Linked DNA regions of Danio rerio: region 2 is linked to region 1. Evidence: chromatin contacts called from public Micro-C data. All regions are on one chromosome and are shown on one strand. The core of a region is the stretch at or near the end of the contact, and the rest is flanking DNA. Distances in the headings are between cores, read along the strand shown.

The links. Hi-C and Micro-C count contacts between places; a contact is called where the count stands out from the background.
Region 2: a contact with region 1 is called in a Micro-C map of caudal fin, with 1.8 times the contacts expected there. The contact joins the promoter of gpm6bb here to the enhancer-like site in region 1. A contact is called at or near these places in 2 of 18 Hi-C or Micro-C datasets (caudal fin and an unstated tissue).

What each region holds. Positions count from the first base shown.
Region 1 is chr9:57,026,370-57,032,541 of GRCz12tu, reverse strand. All of the region lies in intron 1 of gpm6bb (glycoprotein M6Bb), which reads left to right. Among named protein-coding and RNA genes, the nearest start is that of gpm6bb, 57 kb to the left of the region's middle. Within about 2 kb of position 2,676, at least 35 of the 62 cell types and tissues checked have an H3K27ac peak or open chromatin away from gene starts, as enhancers often do. A contact at or near this core is called in caudal fin, where this site is marked.
Region 2 is chr9:57,082,409-57,088,580 of GRCz12tu, reverse strand. It overlaps gpm6bb (glycoprotein M6Bb), which reads left to right and starts at 2,425. Exons shown (of 7, transcript NM_001013334.2): 1 at 2,425-2,501. The coding sequence starts at 2,498.

The DNA.
Region 1 (6,172 bases), core at 1,427-3,926:
GTGTTTTTGGCAGATGTGTTTTACACTGATGTGTAATGACAGGCGCTATGCGTTTGTGGAAGAGATCTCACTATACTAAATACAGCATCGGCATTGCCTGACAATAATGATTATTTAAAAAAAACTTTAGTAAGGAATGGAGAACACTCTGAGAATAATTAAATGATAAACACCTGGAAACGAGGTGTATAATAATGAATCAATGCCTGAAGTGCCAAGTGCATGAATTAATGATATGTAATGTAATAATAATTAAAATGATTTCATATCATAACAATATATAACTAATCGCTTAATAATACTATTAATAATAATAATTATATAATAATAATAATAATAATAATAATAATGATAAGCACTATAATTAATTGGATATAGTGCTTAATAATGATAATAATAATAATAATAATAATAATAATAATAATTATTATTATTATTATAACAGAAAATTACTTTTATTGACAGAAGAAAATGAAGATGAAAGAAAATAAAGTCTAATTACTATTACTTTATTCATTTTATTTGATTTGTCATGACTCTTTAACAAAGATCTTTTGCAAAGATTATTATTTATTAATTAGTTTATTAATTAATTTATTTATTTATGCATTTATTGATTTATTTATGTATCTGTTTATGTATGCTTTATTTATTTATGCATTTATTAATTTATTTATGCATCTATTTAGGTATACATTTATTTATTAATTCATTTATTTATGCATTTATTTATGTATACTTTTTATTTATGCATTTATGTACACTTATTTATTTGTGCATTTATTCATTCATTTATTTATGCATTTATTTACGTATGCTTTTATTAATGCATTTATTTATGTATGTATGCATTTATTTATTTATTTATGCGTTTATGTATGCATTTATTTGTTTATTTATGCATTTATGTATGCATTTATTTATTTATGCATTCATTTATTTATTTATGCATTTATTTATTTATTTATACATTTATTGTTTTCTTTTTGTATTTATTTATGCATTTAATTATTAATTTATGCATTTATTTTCTTATTTACAAAGTTATTTATTTGTGCATTTATTATTTATTAATGCATTTATTTATTTTTATATTATTGCATTTCTTGATTAATGCATTTATTTATTTATGCATTTGTTTATTGATGCATTTGTTTATTATGCATTTATTTATTAATGCAATTATTTATTTATGCACTTATTTATTTATGCATTTATTTATTTATGCAGTTATTTATTTACGCATCTATTTATTTATTTATTTATTTATTTATGCATTTATTTGATTTTTACATTTATTTATTTAGTTATTTATTTACCTACCTTCCTGCCTGCCAGGCTGCAAAAATGTAATAAAAAACTACTTTCTAAATGAAGTTTGCTTCCAGCTCTTGAACAGTTAGTCCAGTGTTTTCACACTGATTGACTGGCTTCATGAGAATCATCTGATGCTTCAACTGACCTCAACTCATCTATGAGTGATGTTCCTCTGGAGCTCTACTGCAGTAAACATGCTTCCCAAGAGCTTTAGGTGGAAACCACTGCACCGTTTCCCTTTGAGACTGGAGGACTTGTGTGTCTTCATAAGTGCGTTTGCGGGTGCATGTCTGTGTGTGTGTTTGTGAGAGAGAGAGTCCATGTAAAGTTTGTGTTTGTGAGACTTTTTGTGCTTGTGTGAAAGCGAGAGAGAGAGAGAAAGCGGGAGGGAGATAGTTTGTGTGTGCTTGAGTGTGTGAGAGAGAAAGAGAGCGATAGAGTGTGTGTGTGTGTGTGTGTGAGAGAGAAAAAGAGAGTCCATGTGAAGTTTGTGAGTGTTTGTGTGTGTGTGTGTATGCTTGAATTTGTGTGTGAGACAGTGTGTGTGTGTCTGTGTGTGTGTGTGTTTGTGAGTGTGTATGGAATTAAGAGTGTGTGTGTGTGTGTAAGCTTAAATGTGTGTGTCAGAAAGAAAGAAAAAGTGTGTATTTGTGTGCGCTTGTGTGTATGTGTTAGTTTGTGTGTGAGTTTTTTGTGAGAGTGTGTATGGAATTGAGAGTGCGTGTGAAAAAGTACTTCTGTGTATGCTTTAGTTTGTGTGTTTGTGTGTGTGTGTGTGTGTGTGTGTGTGTGTGTGTGTGTGTGTGTGTGTGTGTGCTTGAGTGTGCGAGAGAAAAAGTGTGTGTGTGTGTGTGTGTGCTTTAAGTGACTGTGTGTGTGAAAGAGAGAGAAATTAAATGTGTGTGTGTGTGTGCGCGCTTGAGTGTGCGAGAGAAAAAAGTGTGTGTGTGTGCTTTGAGTGACTGTGTGTGAAAGAGAGAGAAATTACGTGTGTGTGTGCGTGTGCGCGCTTGAGTGTGTGCAAGAGAAAAAAGTGTGTGTGTGTGTGCTTTGAGTGACTGTGTGTGTGAAAGAGAAATTAAGTGTGTGTGATTTTGTGTGTGTGTGTGTGTGTGTGTGTGTGTGCGCTTGAGTGTGCAAGAGAAAAAAGTGTGTGTGTGTGTGCTTTGAGTGACTGTGTGTGTGAAAGATAGAGAAATTAAGTGTGTGTGTGTCTGTGTGTGTGTGTGTGTGTTGTGGGTCGTGAGAGACTGTGCCATGGGCAATACTCACTGGGTTGTGGTTAACCTGTTGTCATGGCGACCGGTGTTCATTATGCGGACCAGAATGCAGTGTGTCCTCATAAAGCAGCGCTCCGGCTGAGGCTGACGGGCTCTGAAAGGGCCTCTGCTCTGCTCTGCTCTGCTCATAGATCTGCTTTCATTTGCCTTTCTGTGCTGGGAGAGAAGAAAAGCCTTCGCTGAAGACACTTTCAGGACACAATGAGGCCTTCAGTTCAGTCATTACTGCCGTTCTCACAGCGGATGACGAATCTACACTGCAGTAATGCTCTCTCACGTAGAGTCCAGTCTCTAGTTCACATCTCTGCAACATTCTTAAATCCTGAAGCACTTTCTGGACACGTCTAGAATATTGTCTTGCTCATTTATTCATTTTCCTTCAGCTTAGTCCCTTACTTATCAAGGGTTGTCACAGCTGAAGGAACCGCCAACTATTCCAGCATGTTTTACGCACTGTAAAACACAGCTGTAAATCCAGTACTGGGAAACACCCATACACTCTTGCATTCACACTCATACACTACGGCCAATTTAGTTCATCGATTCCCCTATAGCGCATGTGTTTGGACTGTGAGGGAAACCGGAGCACCCAGAGGAAACCCACACCAACACTGGGAGAACATGCAAACTCCACACAGAAACGCCAACTGACCTAGCTGGGACTCGAAATGGCAACCTTCTTACCTTATCGTGCTACCCACTGCACCATCGTGGAAGTCGGAAGCCGCTTTGTGTGACGTTACACTTAACAAGCAGATATTAATATATGAATTACTCAATATGAACTGATGAATCTCACACAACTTAAGCATGTCCATGTCACTTTTGTGCACAAACTTTTTCATTTTTGTCAAAACAGATAATTATTTTATTAATAATTAATAATAATAATAAGAAGAATAAAATTAATAAGAATAATTGCACAAATCATGATTCATGAAAACAAATAATAAAAAAACTAAATAGTTAAATATAGAGTTGAAGTCAGAATTATTCGCCCCCCTGTTTATTTTTTCCTCAATTTTTGTTAAAGGAGAGCAGATTTCTCCAACACATTTCTCATCATAATAGTGTTAATAACTCATCTCTAATAACTGGTTTATTTTATCTTTGTCATGATGACAGTAAATAATATTAGACTAGATATTCTTCAAGACACTAGTGTTCAGCTTAAAGTGACATTTAAAGACTTAACTAGGGTAATTAGGGTAACTAGGCAGGTTAGGGTAATTAGGCAAGCCATTGTATAATGATGTTTTTTTCTGTAGACTGTCGAAAATAAAATATAGCCTAAAGGGGCTAATAATACTGACCTTAAAATGTTTTTTAAAGAATTAAAAGCTGCCTTTATTCTAGCCCAGTGGTTCTCAAACTGTGGTACTCGGGCTTCCTTCTAGTGGTACACAGAAGAATCAAATATGTCATATATACATGCAAGATATATTTCAAAATTTATCACAAATGATTTATGTATAAATATGATGAAATATATCCTAAATTTATGAGGCGCAAGTGTAGGTGAACATAGTAGATGAATAGGCTTATATATGTTAATACTTTACATATAAGGCAGGAGTTTTTTTTTTTTTTTTAAGTAGCCAACCATTTTTATTTCACTTTTAAAAGCACATAAAATTAAAACTTTGACATTTTATTTTAGCATTTTTTTTTTTTTTACCTGTAAGCACAATACAGTGTTCATGTTCAAACTATTCATAATACTTAAAGGGGGTGACAATAATAAATATTCTTAATAATAGGAATTAATCTGCCTGGGTTTTGAACTGTGCAGAGCTGTAGCTGCTTAATTAGGCCTACTACGCTACTGTATTTTAATACTGGTCGTTATGGTGGTACTTGGAGAGACAATTTTTTTCTGAGGTGGTACTTGATGAAAAAAGTTTGAGAACCGCTGTTCTAGCCGAAATAAAACAAATAAGACTTTCTCTTTAAGAAAAAATATTATCAGACATACTGTGAACATGTCCATGCTCTGTTAAAACTTCCTTCGGGAAATATTTAAAAACTAAAAAAGAAAACAAAATTGAAAGGGGGACTAATAATTCTGACTTCAACTGTGTGTTATAATAACAATAATAATAGTTATTTATTTATGAAAAATAAAGTAAATGTTAAAAAAAAAAAGCTGCGGATCTCTTGAGCTCAGGGTTTCTGGGCTGCAGTGGATTATGTCGATTGGGTGTCTGCACTAAGTTCGTTGTAGATAGATATGGTGCTTCTGGGGTAGGCTAGGACCACCAGGTTGTTTAAGGAAGGGTGAACCGGCCCGGGTTGGAGACCGAGCTGTTCAAAGCCCCCGTGCTGATCAGTAGTGGGAGTCGTAGTCGTAGAAGATGTGAGTAGTGGCGAATGGTTAGTTAGAGAGTAGTAAATCTGGATAGCGAATATTTTGTATATAATTATTTTGTTGCTTTATTGTCTATTTTGAAGAGGAGCACATTTCAGCACATTTCCAATCATAATAGTTTTACTACTCATCTGTAATAACTGGTTTATTTTATCTTTGTCATGATGACAGTAAATAACAGACTAGATATTCTTCAAGACACTAGTATTCAGCTTAAAGTGACATTTAAAGGCTTCACTAGGGTAATTAGGGTAAAGTTAGGGTAATTAGGCAAGTCATTTAAAGGCTTCACTAGGTTTATTAGGCAAGTTATTGTATAATAATGGTTTGTTCTGTAGACTATCAAATAAAAATATAGCTTAAAGTGGCTAATAAATTTGGCCTTTAAATGTTTTTAAAAAAATTAAAAGCTGCTTTTATTCAAGCCAAAATAAACCAAATAAGACTTTCTCCAGAAGAACAAAATATTTTTAGACATACTGTGAAAATGTCCTTGCATCATTTGGGAAATATTTAAAAAAGAAAGAAAATGAAAGGGGGCTAATTTTTCTGACTTCAGCGATATATATATATATATATATATATATATATATATATATATATATATATATATATATATATATATATATATATATATATATATATATATATATATATATATATATTTTTTTTTTTTTGATTGGACACTTTTGCACTGTACATAACCACACCTTTGCACCATAGTGCTATGTCGGCTGAGCCTTCATTTATTTTTGACTTGTTTCACACATACTGTACCCTTACAACGCCTCTGTGTGACAGTAAAGAAAATAAAATTCATTTCCACAAAGACATGATTTATGAAAACCAATTAAATATAATGTTTTGTTATAAAGTTTATTTATAAAAATCAGTTTCAGTTTCCTTTATTTATGTCATTCAAATCATCACAATAGAATTGTAATGCAGAACGAAATTACGTTGCAACAGACCCAACAAGAACCTAAAAAAACATCACTATATAAACACTTTAAAATCCTAACATGATAAATAAGCTTGCTTTTATAATTCCATAAAAATAAAAAAACATTATTGTATTATATTAAATTATATAAGATATAACCTATTTTTAAAAAATCTCTGAAGAGAATAACTTAATAGTTAAATACCTACAGTATTTCACCATTTGTTGTAATATTAACAATTTATGCTAGTTTAACAAATTTAT
Region 2 (6,172 bases), core at 1,176-3,675, 56 kb before region 1:
CACTTAATGCAATATGATGCGCGCAGTGAGGTTGCAGAAAAAAAACGGAAGAACTAGCATTTACAGTGAGGGAATGACTTCCAATGCGGCACAGAGTTTGTTGTATTAGAGTTATATTGATTACATATTATATTTATTATTTACATAATGCTTTCAGCCTATTATAACAGCTCATCACACTAGAGTTTGTGTGTGCGAGATTCTGTCATGCGGTGCTGTGAAAAGGGGCGGGATTAAACAACATGATTAGACATTTAAAAAGCGAGCGTTTGCTCCACATTTTTAATTTCTGTCCAGAGAGGTCATGTTTTGATCCTCGGTTGGTCTCACGCAGTCAATTGATGCAATTTTGCAGGTCAGAGTTCACCAAGCTTGAACTTTGCACCGCAACAACCTGCAAAACTTGACGCATGACCCAGCGTTTCTGTCTGACGCATTCATGTGTGTATGAATGGAAGTCTATGGGAGGAAAAGCCCAGTGTGACCGCAGCTTTAACGTTAAAGTGAGCGGCGTTCATCTGACAGATCCAATTGCGATAGCACCCTCCCAATGAATATTGGAGAAGACGAAATGACCAAGCATCCAGCCCCAAATATACAATCTCATTGGAGCTCTGAGTATTTTTACAAGAGAGAAGTTAAAGGCCCACAGGTCTTTGGATGGCAATGTTGTTCTGTGTGGTCATGTGCAAGAAATAATGCTCCATGATGACCAGATTCAACACTATGTAGTGCTAAAAAACGAGGTTCTGTTTTTGCTGGAATCATTGCTGCAATCAAAAGCGAGTAATGTGTTTGATTAGTGGCAGTTGTAGTTTAAATGGCACCCTGGGCGAAACCACCCCAAACATCCCCCATCCCCAAGAAATAAAGACACTATGTGGTTGACTTTATATATATATATATATATATATATATATATATATATATATATATATATATATATATATATATATATATATATATATATACATATATATATATATATATATATATATATATATATATATATATATATATATATATATATATATATTAATTTAAAATAAATACATTTAAATATTTTTATTTATTTTCAATAAATGTAACAATTTGTTTATTGTTAGAATTATAATAATAATGATAATAATAATAATAATAATAATAATTATTATTATTATACAACTATTATTCCAACAAACAACATAAATCAATCCTAAATGTAACCGAAAAACACTGTAAAGACACAACTGGAGAAATATTCTAAGAGTTTTGCATGAATATTAATTATGACAGTTCGATGGAATTCAAAAAATATATGTTTTATAGAATTACCTGTTGTCTTAGACTTGACTCATGGCCAAAAATTAATATTAATTCTTAGTTACCTCCTTGACCCATCATTCCTCCTTTCCATGCTTAGTCAAAGTAAATCACCATCATATTATATACACTTTAGTTTTGTTGACTTGCATGTTAAGGCATATCGGCGTGCATGTAAACAACCGGGACCAGGGGGCAGCGCGTGTAAAGAATGGCTTTCTGCACTCATGCGTCAATTTGTTTTCACCAGCGTTGTTTCGGTTGCACATAAAGAATAACAATCTTGTATGTGCAAAAGACACCAAATGTGAATGCCAAATAGTCCCTATCTTCATTCTTGGATATCTGCTCAATACACTTGCATAAAGTAAATCTTATCTCAAAGCTTTTACTGGGGCACTTTGTTTGTCTCCCCGTGCCGCCCCCAGCAAGATGCCGACCTGGGCGATCGCCCATATTGCCCATGCCTAAATCCAGCACTGTTTATTATTTAGCATCAGGGGCACCGCAAGGAGGGGGTAAGTTAGGATGATTCTAAGGGCCCATACATTTAGGGGGGCCCCAGAGACATTATCAAGGGCCCGTGCCAAACCCCACCCCCCGGTTCTTCTCTTTTATCCGTGTAATCCATGTAATTATAATAATAGTAGTAATAATAATAATAATAATAACAATAATAATAGTAATAATAATAATAATAATAATAATAATAATAATAATAATAATAATTATTATTATTATTATTATTAATATTATTATTATTATTATTATTATTATTATTATTATTATCACAAAGCTTATAAAATAGTCAGCTAGTGGTTGATACTACCAGAAAATATCTGAAAATAGCTGATGTAAAAAATTTAATAAATAAATACTACTGCTGATACATAATTTAATTATAACTGTCATGCAATATCAGACGTACAAATAAATAAATAAATAAATACTACTGCTAACAATAATAATATATTTGTATATTATTGGTAGTATTACCGTCATGATGATTATTATTATCATATATTATAGCAGCAGGTCGTTTTTGTGTGCAGGGGGCGGGGCGAGGGTAATCCCTGCCGCTGACGTCACACGCTCGTGCACCTCCTCATCAGAGCGGCGCGGGAGTGAGCGAGTGTCAGTCAGTCTCCGTTATCCCATAAACACTCAACAGGACAAGAGCAGGAACGCTTCAAACATGGGTGAGTAAACCTAAAAACTAACTTTATCCAATCCACTCACACTCCAGAAGTTGGACAGTTTCAGTGTTTTGTTTTTCCGTTAGACGGAGACCGTTGTTTTACCTCAGCACGGGCGCGCGGCTGAATTGCAGATCACAAAGTCTCCTCGCTCTTTGTTTTCCCACAAAGTTTGTCTGTTTCTTCATTATGTCTTTCTGACACAGTTTGAGTGGTCAGCATTAGTGTAGGTGACTGAGATTGAGGACTGAGATTATGGATTACACTAAAGAGATTTCCTACCGCGACCACATCTCATGTCAACCAGTTCAACTTCCACAACACAACAAACCCAAGCATTACAGTTTGACAGAAGTTTTGGGCTTTGATTTGGCTATAATCTTTGTTTATAGCGATTATTTTGGAAAATACAAGAAATTCATCTTGAGCTACAGTAATTTTCTCTTTATGTTGGTTTGCTTTCATTAAACAAATCACTTTCTCATTATTCAAATGGCCATTGGTTGGTAAAATATTAGATTTTGGCTGTACAGGTTATATTCAAAGTTTATTTTTATTCACAATCAAAGGTGTGTAAGTGCCATTGTAGTCTTTGTATTAAATTAAAAACACAACTGTAGTTTTATATGCATGTAAACAATTTAAAAAGCAAATGAGGATTCTATTTTAATGTTTCAAATGACTTCAGTCAGTATAAAAATCTTTGAGTTTATAGTTTGAAGGATTTTGGTGTTTAGTTTTGACCATAATCGTTGTTTTCTTGTGATTTTGTTGGAAATATAAGAGATTAATCTTGAACTACAGGGATTTTCTCTTTATGTTGGTTTGCTTTGATTAAACAAATGACTTTCTCATCATTCAAATGGTCATTGGTTGGTAAAATATTAGATTTTGGCTGTACAGGTTATATTCAAAGTTTATTTTCATTCACAATCAAAGATGTGAAGTGCCATTGTAGTCTTTGTATTAAATTAAAAACACAACTGTAGTTTTATATGCATGTAAACAATTTAAAAAGCAAACAAGATGTCTATTTTATTGTTTCAAATTAGAGATTAATCTTGAGCTACAGGGATTTCCTCTTTATGTTGGTTTGCTTTCATTAAACAAATCACTTTCTGATCATTCAAATGGTCATTGGTTAGTAAAATATTAGATTTTGGCTGTACGGGTTATATTTAAATTGAATTTTTATTTACAATCAAAGATGTGAAGTGCCATTATAGCCTTTGTATCAAATTAAATATGCAAAAGTAGTTTTTTATACACATAAGCTATATAAAAAAGCGAGGTGTCTATTTTAATGTTTAAAATCACTTTAGTCAATATAAAAGTCCCTAAGTTTAGTTTGGCAGAACTTTACTGTTTAGTTTTGCCTGTAATCTTTGTTTTCTTGTTATTTGGTTGGAAAATACAATAATTTCATCTTGAGCTACAGTGATTTTCTCACTACGTTTTTTTTTTTTTTTCATTGAACAAATCGCTTTCTGATCATTGAAATACCAGATTTTAACTGTACAGGTTATATTCAAAGTTTATTTTGATTCACAATCAAAGTTGTGAAGTTCCATTATAGCCTTTGTATCAAATGAAATATACAAAAGTAGTTTTTATATACATATAAACAATTTGAAAATGCAAGCGAGGTCTTTATTTTAATGTTTAAAATTACTTAAGTGATAACAAAATGCTTAAATATGAGCGACTATATATAGTTAAATTTGGCTATATTCTTTGTTGTCTCGCTGATTTTGTTGGAAAAAACAAGAAATATCTCTTGAACTACAGGGATTTTCTCTTTATGTTGTTTTGTTTTCATTAAACAAATCACTTTCTGATCATAAAAATGATCATTGGTTAGTAAAATATAAGATTTTGCCTCCACAGGTTATATTCAAATTTTATTTTCATTTACAATCAAAGATGTGAAGTCCCATTTAAAGTCTTTGTATCATATTAAATATACAAATGTAGTATTGTAAACCATATGAAAAGCAAATGAGTTGTCTATTTTAATGTTTACAATTACTTTAGTCAGTATAAAAATCTTTAAGTTTATAATCAGCAGAATTTTGGTGTTTGGTTTTGGCCATAATCTTTGTTTTCTTGTGATTTTGTTGGAAATATAAGAGATGACTCTTGAGCTACAGTGATTTTCTCTTTATATTTAAAGTTTATTTTTCATTCACAATCAAAAATGTGAAGTCCCATTTTAGTTTCTGTATCAAATTAAATATACAAATGTAGTTTTATATATATGTATAAGCCATATGAAAAGCAAGTAAAGTTTCAATTTAAATGTTTAACATGACTTTAGTCAATATAAAAATGACTAATGTAAAAATTAGTTTTGGCTATAATCATTGTTTTCTTGCGATTATGATACAAAATACAAGAAATTAATCTTGAGCTACAGTGATTTTCTCATTAAGATGGTTTGTTTTTGTTGAACAAATCACTTTCTGATGATTCAAATGCTCACTGGCAAATACAATAATTGTGTTGGCCATTTTAAAGTCCTACATTTATAGTTTAACAGAATTTTAGTGTTTAGTTTTGGCTGTAATCTTTGTTTTCTTGCAATCGTGTTGGAAAATACAAGTAATAAATCTTGAGCTACAGTGATTTCTTTTATTAAGATGGTTTGTTTTCTTTGAACTGATTATTCAATTGAAATAATTAATTAAAATATGATTTATTTAAAATCTTTTTAAAGTTTTTATTCACGTCCACGTCCAGGTCCAGTTCATAGTTTATATCCAGTTTACTGTGTGTTCATTCAGAGTCCCATGTATGTCCCATTTTGCCATCTGTATCAAATTAAATGTATAAAAGTGGTTTTATAAACATAGAAAGCATATCAAAATCAAGTATCTACTTAAATGTTTAAAACCACTTTAGTGAACATAAAATGTGAAATTATGAGTTAAATAATGTTCCCAGTTATATGTATTTCACAGAAAGGAGACAGTTGTACTTACTCGGGAAAATAAATAAATAAATAAATAAATAAAATAAATAAATATATAAGTGATCATACTAAATGTGATTCTGAATGACATTTAAGTAATGTAGTGGTTTGAAGGATAGTAAAAGATTTCAGACGAATTTATGAGAACAGTGGGCCAATCTGTGATCTATTAAAGATGTTTAATATTCATTTTAAGCTTATTATTGTTCCAAGTATGACAAGATTTTTGCACATAGAAACTATTGTCACCCTTTATGACATTTTAGTGGCTCTCTTTTGTAAATCGTAGGAAAAAGTTGTCATTGAAAAGTTTTTTTTATTTCTGTTTTTGCAGTCAGGACACATTCATTTGAACAGTAAATGTGAAGCTCTGTTGTACTTTTGTTGTTTTGATGCTAGTCTTATTTGACCCTCAAGTGTTATTTTGTTTATGAGTTTTGCCGTTGTGAACATTATAAAACCTGTGCACACTCTAACAAAGGCTGGTTGTGTTAACACAACTTTGTCAAATATGAAAAAAACCAATGTTGGTTGTTTTCAGTTCAAATTTAATCACAAGTTTGAACTCAATATAGTTGGGATTGTCTTTATTTGACCCAACATTGGGTTACAACCCAGCATTTTCTTTAAGAATATGTGACATTTTCAAGCTTTTAGACAAGGCAATGCAAGTTTATTTACTTTTCATACACTTGTCCAATAC